3 separate regions of the Sus scrofa genome follow, and regions 1 and 3 are each linked to region 2. The links are chromatin contacts, called in public HiChIP or PLAC-seq maps. All regions are on one chromosome and are shown on one strand. Each heading gives the region's core, a stretch centred on a gene start, on an enhancer-like site or on the middle of the called end of the contact. The rest is flanking DNA. Distances are from core to core; before and after follow the strand shown. Region 1 overlaps RIN3 (ras and Rab interactor 3). Region 2 holds the start of GOLGA5 (golgin subfamily A member 5). Region 3 overlaps RIN3 (ras and Rab interactor 3).

Region 1 (4,347 bases), core at 260-2,759, 130 kb after region 2:
TGGGGCAGGACCCACTGCAGGGCCTCCTGTGCAGAGTCCCAGCGCAGCAAGCCTTTGCCCAATGCACTTATGACTGGAGGCCAGTGAGAAAGGAACAGGAGAGGACCTGGCAGCCATGGTCAGGGGGCCACTTCTAAAGGCTCTCGGTGCCCAGTTAGAGGGTTTGGCAAGGGCTTCCTCCTCCACTAAACTGCACAACGTGACAAGCAGAACACCAGCTGGATTTAATCCTACCAGGCACTTTTGGTCAGTGCACAAGCAGCACAACTGTCCATGGCAGCCCTGGGTGTGAGTCAAGGCCATCTTTGCTGGCTGTGCTTGGCATAAGGAACAATCACCTCTTGATTCTGTCTTAGGAATTTCAGGATGAAAAAAGTACAGCAACATCTTTTTATTGAGTTCTCTACCACACTCCGGGTTTGCTCAGACTAGACCCATGCATCTCTAGTGGGGAACCACTAGAAAGCCAGAAGAGAAGGGCTCTTGGAGACAGCTCTGGCCCAACCTCCCTCCTTGCATAGACGGGGAAACTGAGGTCCAAACAAGGTGCTTCGCTGTCCTGGGAAAGAGGGTTAGCCTGGGTGGTGTCTAGAGTTTGATTCTGATGCTCTCCGGAATTTAGATCCTGAGCCTGCACTGCTGACGTTCTGCCTCCTTCTCCCAACTTTGCAGTGTGGGCTTGTCCAGATTTGAGCCTCCTGATCAGTAATAGAGGGCTATCACTATCATCTGCAGAGTTTTAAAAAGACAACAGTTTCATCTAGTGCATATCATCCACTCTCCACTGAGTGCCTGCTGCGTGCTAGCCTCTCCCCGCCTGCCTGCCGGCCTTCCTTCCTTCCTTCCTCCCTCCTTTCCTTCCATCCTTCCTTCCTTTCTTGGCTGCCCCACGGCGTATGGAGTTCCTGGGCCCTGGACCAGATCTGAGTCACAGCTTAATGCACTCTGTGGGGCCAGAGATCTGACCTGGTCCCAGTGCTCCAGAGACACAGCGGGAACTCCTAACCTCTGTATTCTAATTATCATGACAAGGCCATTATCCTCATTTTAGAGGCAAGGAAACTGAAGCTCAGAGGGTTTAAGTAACTGGCCTGAGGTTCTGACCAGGTGCCTCCAGGCCGGGAGCCTGCACATCAGAGACCTTGTGTTTAGCAGAAGTGGCGTGGAGTGGAGGGAGGGCTTCAGACCAGAATGCACTCCATGTGCCACACGTGGCCTCCTCGGTCCCCAGGCAGGCCCCTGCTGCCCTGGGAGAGGGCTTCCTGGGCAGCAGGGCTATGCTCGCCTCCCTCTGGTCTTTCCTGCGCATACACTCTCCCTTAGAGCGTGACAATGCCACATCAGGACATGACCATGACACCCAGGCCTGACTCTGGCCAGAATGAAGCCCCAGAAAGCAGGGCACCGGCCTTCCTTCTGTCCCGGGCCCAGGGCCTTGCCTGGATCAGGCCATGTGCTGGACGAGGTTGGCTACTACTGAGAGCATTCTCCCTGCACCCGCGTCAGCAGCCACATCTGCAGAACTGCCACGACATCGTTCGAGCTGTAACAAAAGCTTCCTTTTCTTGGACGGTGCTCTTCCTTATTTAGCAACCGTGCAGATGAGGCATCCAGTCTGGGAAAAGGAATCCAGAACGAGCTGTCACCACGCAGACGGGGACTATTTATAGGTTCAGATGCCAAAACAGAGGGGGAGACATCGGACAGATGTGCGAAGTGCCAAGTGTCAGGGAAGACTAAATAAAGGGTAAGCACATGGGGGAGGTGTCTGTGGAGAAGGAACGGGCGGGGGTGGGGGAGAGATGCTGAGCCCGCCCCCCGCGGCTTGAACGACCCACAGGGAACAAGCCTCGACGTCCACGTCCGTCGGGGAGAGCAAGCCGCCAGCTCCTCTGCTCAGATTGTGGGGCAGGCAGGCTTCTTTTTGACATAATGGACCCATCCTGAAAACCACGGCTCTCTCTGGGAGCAGAAGGGACAGGAGGAAAGGGAGGTGGCCCAGGTACCACCCTGATGGTGACAACGGCCCCAGGTGCCAGGGGGCAAGCCATCAAGAAACTACCTGGCCCAGAAGACAACCCAGCTTCAACTTCAGGAGCTTACAAAGTTTGTCCCCACCCTCGAGAGTTTGGGAACTTTGGTCTGTCTGTGACTGCCGCTTATGAGAGCTCTGAGACCCAGGGAGCTTAGGCAGCTGGCCGAAGGTCACAGAGCTGGGAAGTGGTACCAGGATGTGACCGTAGGGGACCCTGACTCTGCAGCCCGAGCTCTTACCCAGCACGCTGGGCCCTTGGCTCTCTAGACCTTGTTGTCCCGTAGAAATATAATGCAAGGCATATGTGCAATTGCACATTTTCTCACAGTCACGTTAGAAAGAGGAAATAGAAACAAATGCAAATTAATCATTCTCACAGATCCTATTTCACCCAACACATCCAAAATCGCATCATTTCAACAAACTGTAAATACAAAAAATTCCTGAGACATCTCACCGTCTTTTTTTTTATATGATGTGTTCAAAATCTGGTATGTCCTTAGCACAGCTCATCTCAATTCAGACTCACGACATCCACAGTGTTTAGCAGCCTCATGTGGTTCCTGGTTGCTGAGGCTGATGGCACAGCCTTACGCAGTGTTCCCAGTCAGGAGCTGGTCTGTGCCCCAGGGCACATCTGGCCGTGAGTGGACATCTTAGCTTGTTAGGAGGGGACGGGAGTGGTACCACTGGCATCTAGGAGGCAGAGGCCCGGGATACTGCTAAACATCCCAGAGCACACGGGACAGTGCTCTGCAGCCAAGGATGCCCAAGATTCCAATGTCAAGAGCACTGAGCTTCCGAAACCAGAGAGAGAACCAGCATGAGCTCCTGGGACAACCGGTGGGAGCCCTGGAGCCCTGCGAATGCCAGCCCCTAGAGCCACTTAGCACATAGCCGGCGCCTGACTTCAATGCTGGGATGGAACGAATGCAAGCAGGAGTGTCACCCGGACTCAGGGTCCTTGAGCTCAGCCTCATAAGAATCACATTACAGCCTCTTCACCAGCAGTACAGAGACACCAAGAGCCACTTCCTGGGTGTGGAACCAAGAACAAGGGATGGGTCTCAAGTCAATGGACATTTCACTTGCTTTGAGATGCTACTGAAACACCTGCTGGTGGACAGCCAGCCAGCTGGCCTCAGGACTCAGCTTTCTTCTCCCTGGCCCTGTTGTAAGCATCTTGGGGCAGGCTTGGCCCTTGCCACGGGGAGCCTGCCGTTCCAGGGAGCAAGTGCAAGGAGGGGCTGGTAACAAGGCTCTTGATTTCAGCTGTAAGTCAGACTGCATCCCCCAGATCAGTCTATCGGGGGAAAGCTGATGTTCTTTTTTTTTTTTTTTTTTTTAAATGGGCTCACCCATGGCATATGAAAGTTCCTGGGCCAAGGACTGAATCTGAGCTGTAGCTGTGACGTACACCGCGGCCAGCTGCAGCAACGCCAGATCCTTTAGCACCAGGCTGGCTATCAAACCTGTGCCTCTGCAGTGACTGGAGCCACTGCAGTCAGATTTTTAACCCACTGTGCCACAGTGGGAATTCTTTTTTATTTTTAATTTAAAACTTTTTTAGGGGTTCCTGTTGTAGCTTAGCAGTAATGAACCCAACTAGTATCCATGAGAGCGCAGGCTTGATCCCTGGCCTCGCTCAGTGGGTTAAGGATCCGGCGTTGCTCTGAGCTGTGAAGTAGGTCGAAGATGCGGCTCGGACCCTGTGTGGCTGTGGCTGTGGCACAGGCCGGCAGCTGCAGCTCAGATTTGACCCAGAGCCTGGGAACTTCCATATGCCTCCAGTGCAGTCCTAAAAAGTAAAATTTTTAATTTTTATGAGAAAGCTGATGTCCTGATCCTTTATTTCCTCACTGCTTCTGAGGGCAGGAGTGGAAGAAAGGGTATTATTTATAGAACCCCTGTGGGCATAGGGCCAGATGCGCTCCTGAATCACTTCAATGCCCGGTAGAAAAGGGACACCACTGCTGCTGCCACAAGAGTCATCTCCGTGGGTACAGGGAGGTTCCGGTGACCTGCTGGGGGTCAGGGCTCAAAGCTCTTGGGCAATTAGTGTCACAGCGTCTTAGGTTTCTCCAGGCCGTCATCTAATTCAAATCCCCCTTTAGCTACCAGGTGGCACTTTTGCTGCCCAGTAAGAAGAGGAGACGTCTCTCGAAGCACAGAGGTGCAAATGGGCCTCCTGAGTCCCAAGGATGTGACTGCCACAGAGGCTGAGCATCTTACCCTTGGAGATCCGACATCTCTACCCCGGGCTCTGCCCTCCCTCCAGAGGCCTGGACCCAGGGTCCTGTTCATGTTGCATT
Region 2 (4,877 bases), core at 1,694-4,193:
TAAGATGAAATAACATATTAAAAAACACTTTGGAGTTCCCATTGTGGCGCAGCGGTTAACGAATCCGACTAGGAACCATGAGGTTGCGGGTTCGATCCCTGGCCTTGCTCAGTGGGTTAAGGATCCGGCGTTGCCGTAGGCTGTGGTGTAGGTTGCAGTCGCGGTTTGGATCCCACGTTGCTGTGGCTGTGGGTAGGCCAGCAGCAACAGTTCCGATTAGACCCCTAGCCTGGGAACCCCCATATGCTTCGGGAGCAGCCCTAGAAAAGGCAAAAAGACAAAAAGACAAAAAAAAACAAAAAACACTTTGAAAAAGGCCTAGCACATAGTATGCACTCATTTTAGTAGTTGCTGTTACCATATTCCAACTACCACTATTACTGTTGTTCTTATTTCAACGAAGGATAAATCTTAATGTAGCAAAAGCACCCAAATATCAAATAATCAATACCGCAAAATTCCAGTACACCCAAATAAAAACGACACTTCTCTGAAGTGTGTTTTAAGGTGCTGAAACTTGAAACTCCTCAGTAATACAAAAGCTACCTTAGCATTAAACGGCACCACTATCATGGGTAATTTAGGTGCCCATATATGTAATCTGTCTAAAGTACACCTTCGATAACTTAAATTCTCAGTACCTACCATTTGCACATTAAGCAAAGTTCTGAATAAAACAATATGACTGCATAGCCATTCATTTGATACATTAAGTATGAGTACTTATCCAGTGCCACAATAAATCAAAACAATGACAATGAAATCATCAGTCATCATGCTACAGAATAGTATATTAAAAAGTGAACAATTTCTTTCTTTTCTTTTTTTTTTTTTTTTTTTTGGCTCTTTAGGCCTGCATCCAGGCTAGGAGTCGAATTAGAGCTGTAGCCGCTGGCCTACGCCAGCCACAGCCACAGCAACGCAAAATCCCAGCTGTGTCTGCGACCTACACCACACACAGCTCACGGCAACGCTGGATCCTTATCTCACTGAGCAAGGCCAGGGATCGAACCCAAGTCCTCATCAATGTTAGTAAGGTTTGTTACCAATGAGCCACGACAGGAACTCCTCCAGCAACAGTTTTTTGAATGTGCACACTGTCCCTTCTGCCTGCAGAGCTCTTTCAAAATTAATTCTCATTTGTTCTTGGTAGTATTTAATGTCATCTGCAGAAAAAAACAGCTCTTTTTCATTCCATCCAAATTTGGTCCTATCATTCTCCAGTCGCACGCTATTCTTCTCCCTCATAGCCCTTTATGTTTTATCTGGGTTTTTTTCTTTTTTTTTCTGTTTCCCTTGGGGAAGAGGAGGAGCAGAGTCTGTGGGTAGAGGCCATGACTGTTTTGTCCAATGAATTCTCAGCACACAGTAGGCACCCACAAATACTGCCGAATGGAATTAATTTCTGTTAGATGCCCTGGAGACATTATCTTTAGCACACATAATTTTCACAACCACACTATGGCTAAGTAGCAATACTCCCCCACCCCCCCCTTTTTTTTTTCACAAATAGGGAAAAAAGGTTTAGAAACAGCCCAAAGTCTAGACAGCAGCTCAGATAGGGAAATCAGCCAAACCCACTCTTTTTTTTCCTTTTTGTCTTTTCAGGGCTGCACCCTCTGGCATATGGAAGTGTCCAGGCTAGGGGTGGAATGGGAGCTGTAGTTGCCAAACTACACCACAGATACAGCAACGCCAGATCCCAGCCTGCGTCCTACACCACCTCTCTCAGCAATGCCGGATCCTTGACCCACTGAGCGAGGCCAGGGATTGAACCTGCATCCTCATGGATCCTTGTCAGATTCGCTTCCCCTGAGCCACGATGTAAACTCCAAGCTCACTTTTTAACTCCTTCCTCCCCTATCTAGCCTCCCAGTATCTGAATAACCTAAAGAAGAAACTCACCCTCTAAACCTGTTCCTTGTAAAACGGGACGATTATATGCCCGTGTATTATTTCAAGGAGTTTAGGTGAAAGCAAATGAAAATGTAAGTGATATGTTTGATATATAAAACTCCCTACGATTTATTATTCCCAAATAAACGTTGGTGGTAATTAGGGGACAAATTATCTCTCCTAAGAAAGCAATCAAAACATACTTATTAATTCCTTATATCTTGCCTCCCACTTTAAAAGTTTTAAAGGGCCTTAAAACAAAAGCCTGTGCCTTTAGATTACCCAAATAAACACGAAGATGGACCCTGGGCACTTGCCCCAGGGGACGAACAAACAACTCCAACCGACTTCAGAGGTACAGAGCCCTCAAGAAATTCCCCCCAGTAAACAGTCCAGGCCCAAGTGGAGAGAAGGTGAGTGTGGGTGGGATGGGGATGGGTCGGACGGCCGCGGTGACAGGGGCTGTTACGAAAGCCAAGTATAAACATAGAGGAAGGGAGACTGCGGTCCGCCGGCTGGTCCCTAGAAGTCCGCTGTCAGTGGATACAGACCCCTACTTCGCCCCCCACCCAACTCGCTGAGCCTCTGGAGGGGGAAGAGCGGCCAAACGAGGCTGGGGGTGGGGAAGGGAAGAAAAAGGGGGGCACAAAGCCACGCCGATGGGGGCCCAAGGGGGCTCTCTGGTCCCCTTCCCAGCCCCAGCGGGGCGGAGAGACCAGAGTCTCCGCTGAAATGACGCCGCCCCCGCCCCTAATGCCGTTCGCGCCCCCTGCGGAACTATCCGGCCTACTAGGATCTTGCCGCCGCCTCACCTGAGGACTCTGAAGCGGCTGCTGCGCGGCCTCCTTTCCCTCCCGGGCCGCCCCCTCAACAGCCGGCCGGGAGCGGGCCCAGGCTGAGCAAACCCAGTCCCGCACCAGCCGCGGCTCAGCTACTCTTCCGGGAGACGTGGAAGAGCAGCGAGGACCCCAAAACAGAGTGGCTTCCGAGCTGCCTGAGCGGCCGGGAACCTAGAGCAGCCAGCTGAAGGCAACTCAGGCGGCAGCACCGGCGGCTTCGGGGTCCTCGCGCCTGGCCACGCCCCTTTTCCTCCCGTGGCGAGAAACGGGGTGGGCAGGGCTTGTGTGCGTGTGACGTAGCTCGCCTCCCGGGCGACGGCCTGCACGCGGCCGACACAACATTGCAAGCCACGCCCTTCGGGGGGCGGGCCCCGGTGCGGCCCACGTGAGTGGCGGAGGCGGTGCCCCTCCTGGAAGGAATTTGAGACTTGAGACCCGCCCGTGCTTACCTCTAAGGCACTTAGCTTAGGCCCTTCTGGTTTTTCATATGACGATGTTGAGGCCCACGGCAGGAGGTGGGAATACAGAAAATAAGATCCTTGATTTTATGCATTTTGCTTTCTAGTCGCAGGGGTATAGTAAGTAAACCAGTGGATGAACAGGAGGATTGCAGGGCCACCAGAGCTGTAAAGACGAGATAATGGGGGGTGGGGGAAGTACTTTAAATGATATTATGGTCAGGGAAGTTCTCTTTGAGGAGGTGACATCTGAGTTGAGACCCAAAAGTGAAAAAGGCCAGTAAAGGGCTTTCCGTACAGCAGTCTTGTAGTTGTGTATATGCACACAGTTCACTGAATATTTGAAATGAGTCTGAAATCCACGTTCAGTAATTCAAAAAAGGAGTTCCCCTTGTGGCTCAAGGGAAAAGAATCTGATTAGTAACCATGAGGTCGGGGGTTGGATCCCTGACCTTGCTGGGTGAGTTAAGGATCCAGCATTGCCGTGAACTGTGGTGTAGGTCACTGATGATGCTCAGAGCCTGTGTTGCTGTGGCATAGGCCTGCAGGTGTAGCTCTGATTCAACCCCTAGCCTGGGAACCTACATATGCCTCAAGTACAGCCCTTGATAAAGCCAAAAAATTAAAAAAAAATAAAAAATTAAAAATAAAATAATGCAATGAATACTCAGCACCTACTTTGTGTGCAAGGTTGGACTAATTTGGCCTAAATAACAAGCCTACAACATAGTCCCAAGGACCTCAGAAGTTAGCTTATCTAAGATCACGTGCCCTAATAAGGAATCCACATTATTCCCTTAGGCACAGTGTTTTACTGTCTCCAAATTAAATATTGGGTGTGTTAACAGCTCCTTCTTTTCCACCTCTCAAGACAGGTTTAGCCCAGTCCAGTGAACAGAAAAACTCAGCAGCACTAGAAATAATAATGATGATAATAAGAGCCTCTAATTGTTCCTATGCCCTTATTGAGTGCTGTATATTGTGTTAAGTGTTAGACATGTTAGACATGTTTCACGTCTTACACTAGCCATAAGCAAGTACTGTTATTATCCTGTGGTAGGTGGCATTGTTGTTCCCCTCAGAGATGTAAAAAATCAAGAAACAAGCCTACATTAGATAGAGTTGGGAGACCAGAAGGGGGAGCTCTCACACTTTGTGACCAAAGTAGAGCCCAACCAGAAGTATCTTTCTTGGTAACAACTCAGCCAATGAAAAGCTTCAGACACTTTGTTTACTAAAGCCCTCCCAACTTCCTTTCCCCCTCTATAAAAGTGGTCTCCTTCCTTTGCACAGGTGCACAATTGCAGGCGATTCACCATGGTTGCAAAACCACAAACTGCAGGAGTTCCCTGGTGGTTCAATGGGTTAAGGACCTGGCATTGTCACTGCTGTGGCTCAAGTCGCTGCTAAGGTGCCAGTTTGATCCCTGGCCTGGGAACTTCCACATGTGGCAGGTGTGGCCAAAAAAGAAAAAAATGCAAATTGCAATTCTCTGCTGATCCCAGATAAACCCATCTTTGGCAGAGAAATACATGGGAGTCTAGTTGTTTCAGGTCAGTAAAGACTGTACGTCATAGCTGTTGCCATGTGACTACAATGCATCCTGTAGGAAGAGTGTCTTTTCCAGCCTTTCAGATGTCAGGCTTGATCATGTGACTTGATTTGACCAATAGAAGGGATATGC
Region 3 (4,465 bases), core at 1,232-3,731, 69 kb after region 2:
CTTCCAGCACCCAGATGCACAGGCTTCATATATGCTTGGACTCCCCTGCCTGCGGAGCACCCTGTGGGGGATGCAGAGGGGGGCCCTGGTGGATGCTGTGTGCCTGGGGTGTGGGTCAGGCCGAGATACCACGAGCTGTGGAAAAAGGCTGCGAGCAAACGTGTCTAACATTTGCCCCGGGAGCAGACATGGTCTTCTAAGGTGAGTGTCATTATTATCTTCATCAGGAAAAAACAAAAAAATCTGCCTTCTTCCCAGGAGGGAGACATTATCTTTATCCTCCAAGGCAAGACAGCCTGGAATCAAAACACCTGAGGAGTCTTCACCAGACCGGCAAGAGATCCGTGGAAGATTCCAGCAACCTTCAGGGGCTCTTCCTCTCTGCCCTGCTCCTGGCCACTCGTTCTCCTTCCAGACCCCAATCAGGCAGCCCTGTCTGCAGGGGGCCCTCGGCTCCCTTGGGATGGGGGTGGGGGTGGGGGTTGCGGTGGGGTGTGTCCTCTCTGCTCCCAAGGCCCCCAGAACGCCCCCTGCTGGCTGCTGTCCTCACACTGATCACATTAAATGGAAAATATGTGCCTGGCTCGGTGGCCTCCAGGTTTAAGGCCACATGGGCCCCCTGCAGGACCATACGATGCCTTCAGGCGGAAGAAGTGTCCCGTGCCAAGGTGCAGGCCTTGACAAGTGGAGCCCAAACTTAATTTCTTTTTTTCTTTCCCTTTTGCTTTTTAGGGCCACACCCGTGTCGTATGGAGTTTCCCAGGCTAGGGGTTCAATCGAAGCTACAGCTGCTGGCCTATGCCACAGCCACAGGCACGCCAGATCCAAGCTGTGTCTGTGACTTACACCACATCACACGACAACGCTGTATCCTTAACTCACTGAGCGAGGCCAGGGATCGAACCCACAACCTCATGGTTCCTAGTCGGATTCGTTTCTGCTGTGCCAGCATGGGAACTCCTCAAACTGGATTTCACCCCCACTTATCCCCTGGCAGTGACTGACCTCCCAGCCCTTAGGTGATAGCCCCGAATTTACTTCCCTTTTCCAAAGCACCTGAGGCTTTGCCTACCTGCCCTCACCCAGGAGTGTGTGTGATCCCAGCAACAAGCCTGGGAAATCGGGACATAAGCCTTCTTCTTTGAAGATGGGAGAGACGAAGGCGCGCAGCTTCCCTGGAGCCCAGGTCTCCTGACTGCCAGTTGCTGGTCTCCCCACCCTCCTGCTGAGCACGTTTCCGACTTGGAAGCCAGAGCTCAGAGCTCCCTTTTGGATGAGTTCTGTAGAGAGCCGATTCCTGGAAGGCGGTCCTGGGATAGCGCTGTCTTCCAGCAAATAGCGTGACAGTCGAGGAAGGCAAGCAGCTGCCTTGGGTCAGCTTTTTTCTCTCCAAAGCCCTGCTCCACGTGACCTTCCTGGAAGGGAGGGCCTGGTTCCTGCCCCAGCTGCTGCCCTGCCCAGACGCCCCTGCAAAGGATCAGCCGGTCCCTGGATTGCAGCCAGCTGAGTGCATTCACAGCCGCCCATCTGCAAACCTTCACCCGGCCTGCCAGCCACAGCCTGGGCCCCCAAATGGGGATGACAGCCTGGTCCGTGGGTGGGGGGAAGGGAGGGTGTCTCCAGCACAACCAGAGGACCCTCCCTCCTCTCTCTGTCCCTCTCAGGGCCTCTGCTCTTCTCTGCCCACCTCCCCTGCAGATCTGTCCCTTAACCGCCTCCCCCCCCCGCCCCAATGAGCTCATAACTAGGGCGAGTTGGATACAACATACTAAGGTGCCGTGAGGCCAGGCATCTGCTGGGCTGGTTTGAGAAATGTCTCGTGATGGCCAGGACCTTGCATCCAGCTGGGGACCAGGGAGCAGCAGGCCCTGGGCATGCCCTGGTCTCTACAGAAGCCCTGGTGGCATCTCCCAGCACTGCTGGCCCCGGCCCAGCCTCGGGCGGGGGGTGGGGGGAGATGGCGCCAAAGGCAGAGGGCAGAAGGGAGCCAGCAGGACAAGGGGAGAGGGGACAAATGCCGGGAAGGAGACACAGACGAGCCCTTATCCTATGTCACAGCCTGTGGCCCCGTCACCTTTAGAGACACTGACCCCTCGCTTGGGGCCTATGGAGAAGCCAGGCTGGTTCACTTGGCTCTTGGGCCTTTGGGTTGGTCAGGTCAGCCCTGCCATGCTCACCACGGCCGGCCGTCTCGGGCAAGTTCATCCAGAGGGGGCCTGGCAGGCAGGCTCATCTGACTTTTTGGTTTTTGACCTTGGAAGGCTGCTCGGGGTAGAAAGAGAGCTCTGAATTTGGGGTAGGTCAGCCCTGAGCTCAAATTTCCCTTTGGCCTCTCACCAGCTTTGCGATCTTGGGCACGTCACCCTCTGTTATGAGCTGAACTGTGTCCCCTCAAAGTTCATGTGTTGAAACTCTAACCCCTGACATCTCAGACAATGACTGTATTTGGAGAATTCCTTAAGGTACAATGAGGTCACGTGGCTGGGCCCTCATCCAACAGGACCCGCGTCCTTCTCAGAAGAGAAGGGCCCAGAGCAGGGGCTGTGTGAGAACACGGCAGGAAGGCAGCGTCTGCAAGCCCCGGGGAAACCAGGCCTCATCTGCGACTTGCACCCTCCGGAATGGTGAGAAAATACATTTCTGCTGTTTAAGCTGCCCAGTCTGTGGTATTTTGCTAAGGCGGTCTACGCAGTCTAATTCTCTTCCTTTCTTTGAGTCTCCGAGTCCTCATCCATAAATACCTCCCTCAAGGGGCCGCTGTTCAAATGAAATAAAATCACGCAAGGGGAGCTGCTAACCAGCGCCAGGCGCCCATGAGGGCTCAGCCCACGTAAGACCCTGTTTCCGGGCCTTGGCTCAGGCCCTCACACCTCCCTGGGGGCAGAAGCATCCAGATAATGGGGCTCTGGGCAGCCCCACCCCCTCACCCTCGGGTCTCTCCTGCTGATGGACCTTAGCCCTGGCCTTAGGAGAGTGAGGCTGGCACGCACGCTCACTCACCCATGCACAAGCCGGTCCGGCTTACTGGCTGGCTCTGCACACTGCCCCCCACCTGGGGGCTGGACATAAAAACCTCAGGGCTGGATTGGTGTCCAATCCACCCTCTAAATTTCCACCCGCCCCAGGTTTGGGCACCTGTGCTGGGGCAGGAGGGTGCCTGGTTAATCGGATGCCCCTCTGACCTTTCCCACTAGCCTCAGGCCTAGCGGGAGGCAGTGGGCACGAGGTTGCAGAGCCAGCTCAGTTCAGGGCTGCAGGGATCACTGGTGCTCAGAAAGGGGACAATGTCTGCATCAGGTGATACATGGCGGTGGGGGGCGGGGGGAAGGCAAGCTAGGATCGTGGCTGGCTACCCTCAGCTCCTGGATATCTGCCTGCTTTCTCATGTCTCTTATACTGACCTCCAGCCTGGAAAGTCCTCCAGGCCTGGCTGGTGGCTGCATCCTAGAGCAATCCCTGCATCTCATGCAGGACTGGCCTGGAGCCAGAGTCTGACAGGTGTTTGTTGACCGGCTGCATGAGCTGCTTGCTGCCCAGGGGTATAGTCCAGGTTATGTCTAGTCAGCCTGCCCTTGGGGGCATTGCCATTCACACCTGGGTTCCGGGGGAATTTTGCTTTGCTCTTCGCTGTTTCCCAGGGCCCAGAAGCGTGCTGACATTTAACAGGCACTCAACAAACACGTATGTTTGATCCATGCAGACTGGTCCAAATCCGATGGAGAAAGTAGACGTATCCACCGACAAATACAATTTGATAAGCTAGCTCTTATGAGAGAGACGAGCCCCGGGTGCTGGGCACGGGGACAAGGACTATCTGGCCAGCCTAGGAAGTTGGAGAAGCCTTCCTGGAGGAGATGGGCTTTGAAGGATAAATAGGAGTTTGACCGGGCAAAGACTCTAGGGATGGTATTCCTGGGATGGGTAGCAGAGGCAGGAATGATGGCAACCACGGAGGGTGGGGAGGCAGGAAATAACCCGGTCGAAGGGCAGACAGGACCAGGGCCCTGAGAGCTGAGAGCATCTGCAGATTCTGTCAGCAGATGGAGCCCGTGGTGGAAAGAAGGGGCTCTTCTGTACCCCACCTGGAAGGAGAGTCGGGCTATTAATGGGGGGCCTGGCAGGCTGAGCAACGCTCTAGCCCCTTGAGAAAAGGAGATGCCATCTTCAAAAGGGCTTTTATTAAACACTCCCCACAGTGCGTGTCGCCACAGTCCTGGGGTGCCCACCAAGGAAAGGGCCCCGTCCATGTCCCCTGGGGCGGAGGCTGGACACATCCACGGAGCCATGGAGCTGGCCTCACTGGGAGGTCCCGGTGTATGTCTGGCTGCTTCTGGAGGGGCTCAGGAGCTGCGGCGGGACTGCGGGCGCTTGATAGCCGAGGGCAGGCTCTGCTGCAGGGTGGGGGGGCCTGTCTCCTCTTACACCCTGAGAAGCTCCTGAGATGATGAGCAGGTCCAAACAGCGC

Evidence for each region. HiChIP or PLAC-seq counts read pairs in DNA pulled down with a chosen protein or histone mark.
Region 1: a contact with region 2 is called in an H3K27ac HiChIP or PLAC-seq map of alveolar macrophages. The contact joins the enhancer-like site here to the promoter of GOLGA5 in region 2. A contact is called at or near these places in 16 of 47 Hi-C or Micro-C datasets (alveolar macrophages, brain, embryonic fibroblasts and 8 more) and 2 of 2 datasets of contacts at active chromatin or transcription factors (alveolar macrophages and skeletal muscle).
Region 3: a contact with region 2 is called in an H3K27ac HiChIP or PLAC-seq map of alveolar macrophages, with 5 times the contacts expected there. The contact joins the enhancer-like site here to the promoter of GOLGA5 in region 2. A contact is called at or near these places in 2 of 5 promoter capture datasets (fetal skeletal muscle and liver), 34 of 47 Hi-C or Micro-C datasets (adipose tissue, alveolar macrophages, blood and 17 more) and 2 of 2 datasets of contacts at active chromatin or transcription factors (alveolar macrophages and skeletal muscle).

The regions. Positions count from the first base shown.
Region 1 is chr7:114,106,498-114,110,844 of Sscrofa11.1, reverse strand. The region is part of intron 3 of RIN3 (ras and Rab interactor 3); the gene reads right to left. Among named protein-coding and RNA genes, the nearest start is that of RIN3, 74 kb to the right of the region's middle. Within about 2 kb of position 1,509, at least 24 of the 83 cell types and tissues checked have an H3K27ac peak or open chromatin away from gene starts, as enhancers often do. A contact at or near this core is called in alveolar macrophages, liver, retroperitoneal adipose tissue and 2 more, where this site is marked.
Region 2 is chr7:114,235,125-114,240,001 of Sscrofa11.1, reverse strand. It overlaps GOLGA5 (golgin subfamily A member 5), which reads right to left and starts at 2,943. Exons shown (of 13, transcript XM_013989218.2): 1 at 2,709-2,943.
Region 3 is chr7:114,166,242-114,170,706 of Sscrofa11.1, reverse strand. It overlaps RIN3 (ras and Rab interactor 3), which reads right to left. Exons shown (of 11, transcript XM_021099628.1): 11 at 4,159-4,465. Among named protein-coding and RNA genes, the nearest start is that of LGMN, 42 kb to the left of the region's middle. Within about 2 kb of position 2,481, at least 42 of the 83 cell types and tissues checked have an H3K27ac peak or open chromatin away from gene starts, as enhancers often do. A contact at or near this core is called in adipose tissue, alveolar macrophages, brain and 8 more, where this site is marked.